Linked DNA regions of Mus musculus: region 2 is linked to region 1. The links are chromatin contacts, called in public HiChIP or PLAC-seq maps. All regions are on one chromosome and are shown on one strand. The core of a region is the stretch at or near the end of the contact, and the rest is flanking DNA. Distances in the headings are between cores, read along the strand shown. Region 1 overlaps Ppp1r21 (protein phosphatase 1, regulatory subunit 21). Region 2 holds the start of Ston1 (stonin 1).

Evidence for each region. HiChIP or PLAC-seq counts read pairs in DNA pulled down with a chosen protein or histone mark.
Region 2: an H3K27ac HiChIP or PLAC-seq map of trophoblast stem cells shows a contact between it and region 1, with 21 read pairs. The contact joins the promoter of Ston1 here to the enhancer-like site in region 1. A contact is called at or near these places in 1 of 39 promoter capture datasets (macrophages), 16 of 484 Hi-C or Micro-C datasets (CD4 T cells, the STO cell line, Th17 cells and 7 more), 11 of 115 datasets of contacts at active chromatin or transcription factors (cardiomyocytes, embryonic fibroblasts, embryonic stem cells and 5 more) and 3 of 9 other capture datasets (adipose tissue, embryonic stem cells and liver).

Annotation. Positions count from the first base shown.
Region 1 is chr17:88,557,535-88,560,518 of GRCm38.p6, forward strand. Ppp1r21 (protein phosphatase 1, regulatory subunit 21) reads left to right here. Exons shown (of 22, transcript NM_028658.4): 10 at 1,055-1,156; 11 at 1,243-1,331. Among named protein-coding and RNA genes, the nearest start is that of Ppp1r21, 29 kb to the left of the region's middle. Within about 2 kb of position 1,382, at least 31 of the 459 cell types and tissues checked have an H3K27ac peak or open chromatin away from gene starts, as enhancers often do. A contact at or near this core is called in cerebral cortex, heart atrium and trophoblast stem cells, where this site is marked.
Region 2 is chr17:88,624,958-88,627,941 of GRCm38.p6, forward strand. It overlaps Ston1 (stonin 1), which reads left to right and starts at 1,598. Exons shown (of 4, transcript NM_029858.2): 1 at 1,598-1,905. It overlaps Gm31704 (predicted gene, 31704), which reads right to left and starts at 542. Exons shown (of 3, transcript NR_166677.1): 1 at 399-542.

The DNA.
Region 1 (2,984 bases), core at 132-2,631:
ATTTCCCAGGTAGATCCATATGCGGTGAATGAAGTACTGAGTGGCTGCATGCAGTGAGCACTGGGTAGAAGTTAGCCAGTTACCGTCCTGTGTCTCAACACTGCCTGGCTTTCACCAGTTCTCATCCCACAAGTCCACTGAAGCCCAGGAAAATAACTTGTGTAATCTGAATTTGTGCAGAACACCTCACTATTTTGAAGAATTCATTCACTTCTCAGTATTTCATCTTCTGTTGTTTAGCCTGTGAAAGTCCCTCTGATTTTCTTAGAAAGTCTATACTATTGAAGGTTTAGAAACCTTTTGCTAAAAGATGACCAAAATGTGTAAACTAATTCCTAGAGTTGTAAAGTAGCAGAGAACTCATACTTTACGGATGTGGGCAATGGACTCTGGAGTGCTTGTGCTGTTCAGGACGGTGCTAGTGTGCAGTTCCCATAGATCACCTGAGTGTTGTAGAAGACAAGACAGTAGGGCCTGTGTATAAGCAGGAGCTCAAACATAGCTAGATGGCTGAGATGTTTAGTAAGTGAAACCCCTTTGTTTTTAAATTGTCTAAAAATATAGTGGGGTCCCCCCCCTCCCCATGACGGGATTTAACCTAGAGCCTCACAAATGCTAAGCATACACAATATGCTACTGGGCTGTGTTTGCATACTGATATCAGTGATGATAGTAAACATTTTAACTCCTCTTGATTTCAGTCCTGGCATTTGTTAACCTTGAGTCGTGTACAGAGTAAAATGAAAAGCTGCCAGGCAAGCTCGTTTTGAACAGTGAGGTGAGGACCATAACACAGAGTCTGCCCTGTGCTCAGGGATGCTGGCCCTCTGTGCTGTGCTGTGTCTCCTCCTGTTTCTTCAAATGCCTGATTGTTCGCTCATCCTGTCATCCTCTCCAGCTTCCTTGATTTGGACTGGGATGAGGGCCACAGAATATTATCTGGGGCTTTAGCGGGGCTTTCCAGAAGTGAGGTAGCACACTTCCAGTCCACCTCCTGCATGCTGATGCTAATCTTCCAGCGGAATTCATTCAAATGCTTCTCTCTCATTTTCAGTTCTCCCAATACCTTCATGAAAACGCATCGTATGTCCGCCCCCTTGAGGAAGGAATGCTGCACTTATTCGAGAGCATTACAGAGGATACTGTGACTGTCCTGGTAATTCCCTCCTTGTTTTACAGCAGAAAATGGGAGCTCTTATTGGCCGGTAACGCTTTTAACTGTGAAATTACTTTTTTATCCAGGAGACAACTGTGAAATTGAAAATGTTTTCAGATCATCTAACTTCCTACGTACGCTTCCTGAGGAAGATCCTTCCTTATCAGTTAAAAAGGTATGCATTCCCCTAGAGGCCGGGAGCTGAGGAAGCTGCAGATGGGACCTGGCTTGCCCTGGAGTTAATAGTCCGAGTGGTCAGTCAGTCAGTCAGCTGTGGTTCTCAGCTGCCCTCTACTCTGCTGACTGTTAGCATTGCACAAGGCCATAAGCAGTGGTTTCAATAATTGAGAAGGCCACATTTTTTTGGAAGAAAAATTTTGGCTTTGAGTTCATATTATTCCTTTGTTGTTAATATCTTCGTGGGAGTTAGAATATTTAACATCTGCATTTGAATCTTAATCCTTAGGTATTTTTGAAATGATATCTTTTAATTGTTATTATTGTTACCTTATTTAAATTATAAAGTAAAATATTTATCTACACTGAACCTAGGTCCTTTAATATTCTACCCTAAATATTCAGTAACCTTTACTACACATGTTACATTTCTAGAAATTGCAATGTAGACTAGCCTAACCATGAATTTATAGAGACCCATCTGCCTCAGCTTTCTGAATGGTAGCATTAAGGGGTAAACAGGCCCATCTGGCAAGTTTTAATACTTTGATATTTGATCGAAAACTACAAAGTTATCTTTATTGTTTTTTTTAAATTAAGGAATAATACAATGGAACAAAAATTTTCTTGAAATATAAAGTATTACAAAATTAGAAACTACGTAAATTTGCTATTGATATTTTAAAAGTAGAGTTTCATTTTTAAGAATTAATACATTTTATGTGACATCTTATTTCTGAATTCTAAACTTTCCAGGTATTTGGGTAAGCAAATGCTAAGGTTTGTGCATATGAGAAGATTTAAACACTTTATGACAGGGGCTAGAGAGATGGCTCAGCAGTTAAGAGCACTTGGCTGCTCTTCCAGAGGTCCCGAGTTTATTTCCAGCCACCACATGATGGCTCACAAACATCTGTAATAGATTTGATTCCCTCATTTTAGTGTGTGCAAAAACAGAGCACTCTCTCTCTCTCTCTCTATATATATATATATATATATAAAATATGTGAATAAATTAATCTTTTAAAAAAAGACTTTAAAACAGAATAGACAGTACTGGTGCAGCTTCTTTGAGAAGACTGAGTGTGTTTCAAAAGCATTGCAAAGTCAGCTTGGCAGAGTACACCCTGAGTCCCTGCCCGTAGGAAACGGGCAGGTGGATTATAAACTCTAGGTCAGTGTGCAGCAGAGTGAAGACCGTGTCTCGGAAGTATTTGTTATTTTATATGGCTATCATTTTTATGCTCTCTCTTTCTCTCTCTCTCTGGCTATGTATTTTTATGCTCTATCATCTGTCTGTCTGTCTATCTATCTGTCTATCTAAATAACCCCTTTGGGAGCAGAATTGAATAAAGCAGATGACTAGGGGAGAGGAAGGGAGGAGATGGAATCATGTCTCCTTGTTAACTTTTCTAGGTTTGTTTTGTTTTGAGGGTGGGGAACAGAGTTTGGCTGCATGGCTCAGGCTGCCCCTGAAGCTCACCTCCCTGCCCCTGACCGTGGGACTGCGGCACACACCGTGCTTTGCATGTTTTCTAGTTATGTATGGACCTTTTTACTTGATGACTATGCACTGTTAAATAAACATTACTAAGAATCCACATTTAAAGAACTTTATAGTTAAAGTACCTACTTAAAGTTGAAAATGGTA
Region 2 (2,984 bases), core at 348-2,847, 68 kb after region 1:
TTAACCCAGGGAGCTCACCGTGTGTAGTGCAGGATACAGGGTTGCCTTGGGCTTAGATTAATCTTAGCCCTCTTAGGGGCTAAGATTTATGGAGGTGAGCAACCACGCTGGTCTTGGGAAGTAAATATTCATGTTACCATTGGACAGATAAGAAACTGAGGCTCCGGGCTTCCATTTTGCAAGTTTCTGTAGTGTGTATGATAGTGCTGAGTATCTCTTCAAATGTCAGGATGTGAGACATAAAAATTTAAGGCTGAGGGTACAACCCAACATAGCATAGGTAGGGTTATGAGTTCTACCCCTGGCACCACAACGAATCAGGATAACAATACAACAGCAAACAGACAAGCTCCCCTCCCCCTCCCCAAACAATACCATTTAAAATCATAATGCCCTACCCAACTCCAAAGTTTTGTTCCTGTGAAGACCCTTCTTGGGGGCAGTTTGGTTTGCTCTCTGCTCACATGTGAGGGGAAGGAAGAAGAGACTGTAACCAGAGCAAGGGAACGATAGCACCAGCTCGGCTACCCTCCGCTCAGTGTGGACTTGCGCAGTGGAGGCTGGACTTGCGCAGTGGAGGCTGGACTTGCGCAGTGGAGGCTGGACTTGCGCAGTGGAGGATGAACTTGCGCAGTGGAGGCTGGACTTGACAAAGCAGGAGCGGGTGGTCGATAGAAGCCTTGAATCGTTATATTCTAGCTTCATCAGAGTCAGCTCCTGCTCTCCCCTGGAGCCCAGGGCCCCGTCTCCAGAGCTGGTGTATACACACAGTTTTTAGGTAGCCCCGAGTTTTCTCAGGCAGGCACTGTGAAGGGTGTGCAGGCTATGCCATCCTAAAATGAGGATGCAAACTTAAACACTGTTCACATTCTCTCAGGTCTTGATGGGCAGTTGGTGGGACGCTTTTAGAAGCAGGCTTTGAACTTGGTAGGAGTCTGGTCAGAGAGCATCTGTCACTACTCTCCAAACCGAGGAAGTGGACAGATAAGGAAAAAGCTTTAGAAGAGAGTTGGGAAATGGGGAGGCTAATGGCCACAAGGGAGGGATGGGCTGGGGAATGGAGCTGAGACCAAAGCTGATAATTTTTGAGGCTGGGAGACTAGGCTGTGGTTTAATATTGTGCAAATGGTATTTCCTGTCACATGAATAAAATATTGCACATCTGTGATTGAATAGTATGGGGTGCGCAACATATGTGCTCATAAAACGGCCCGTGCTGCCTTGGCCTTGGAGTGACCTAGATGGGGGCAAGGCGCGCACATGCTCCTTTTGTTTTCGTTTCAAACTCTTCAAGGGAAAACTTCCCTGGGACTGGTCACCACACCATCACAGCAAATTTTTTTTGAGGGGGGGGGGCGGGGAATTCTTCATAATGCCCTCACTGTGGGCTTGGCTTCCTGAGTACCAACCCTGAGGGTCCCAGCCCTCCCAGAGCACACAGGAGAGGCTTCACTGAGGCAGCCAGGGTCCATCTGGTTACAAAGTAGCTTTGGAGGAGTCTGGAATGCAGGAATCTGAGAGTTCCTTATTTGGGAGGGCAGCCAATGAAGCCAAGCGGATATTGACCCTAAGACATTCTTTCTTTAGATTGTTCAGCATTGTTACAGAGCAAAAAGCCAGAGTCAGAGAAGTTCAGCCTTGGTAAGAGCCCAGAGGCTGAAGCGGGAGTCTGCCTGACCATGACAATGGGGTACAGCTGATAGCTTCCAGGGATGGACGGCTTCAGCGTCTGTCCTCCCCCAACATCTGGAATGTATGGAGGAGTATACATTAGGGACCATGTAAAAGGAGTCTGTTCCTCTCCACACACCGGCAGTGACGTGGAGACAAAGCCACAAATGATCCGGAATGTGGCTTTACCAGCTGAAGGCCCCCGAGTCGGATTTCAACAATCTTCAGGAGATGGTAGAGCTTTGTACATTCCTTCCTTGAATGGTTTCTGAGGAAAGGCCAAGGAAAAGGAAGCTGGGCTAGAAGAGCTGAGGGCAAAGAACAGCAGAATAGAGGGACCCTGGGCCGTGCGGAGGGGACGGAAGGACTGTGTAAGGAGCAAGATAGAATTTGGGCAATTGGTGCACCAAGACTGCTCTGAAGGGCCAGTCAAGTAGGGACAGGAAGCAGGTTGGCCTGAGTTAATAAAGGTAGTCTCAGAAGTGAGCCTAGCCTGATCGTGGCTGGACTCTTGGGGTTGGGGGTTGGGGTGTTGCAGGGGTGTCTGTCCCAGAGTTTGCCTTTCCTAAAGCTTGTTGGTCCAAGACACCTGTGGTAGGTGAGAAACAAACTCTTTCCAGGCTCACCCTTCTTTAGTTCCTGGCTCTAGGGAGGGACCTCGGCAGCTGGGAGCTGTTTCCTTGAGGAAGGGTGTGGCAGTGACAACCTCCCTGCCAGGAGGTCAAAGGGATCTTGGGAGTATTGGACTTTGGCATCTAACAGACCTGGTTTCAGCCAGGTTCTGCCTCTTGCGAGCTGCGTGACTTTTGGCAAGTAGTTTAACCTCTCTGACTCCTCTGAAGCGCCGGGTGTTAAACAAGACGAGACCTATGTGCAGCTGTTAGACAAGAGTTGTTGGTAAATGTTTTGTTAGTCGCACTTTCTTCTTAATGCTAAAATTCAATGACTCTTTGAACTGCATGTGTGTGTGTGTGTGTGTGTGTGTGTGTGTGCTTAGAGCTTTTAGAAAAAGGAGAAAAGTCCACTTGAGGTTATTTTATCAACAATGTATGGAGTTCTGTACTTTTTGCCGGATTTTTGTAGAAAAAGTAGAAAATGTCTTTACAAATGAGACAGGATCTCTGCTTGATAAAGCTGACTGAAAGAACAGGCAGTGTTTCCCTCTGACTTGAAAGTTTATCCTGGGATAGTCTTAGAGATGATGTTTCATAGTAGAGCTTCGAACCTGCAAGGCATGTGATAATGTTATTGTTGAAGGTAAGGTATTGTTGCTTTTATCTTGTGTGTGGGTTGTATGTATGGTGCATGTGTGC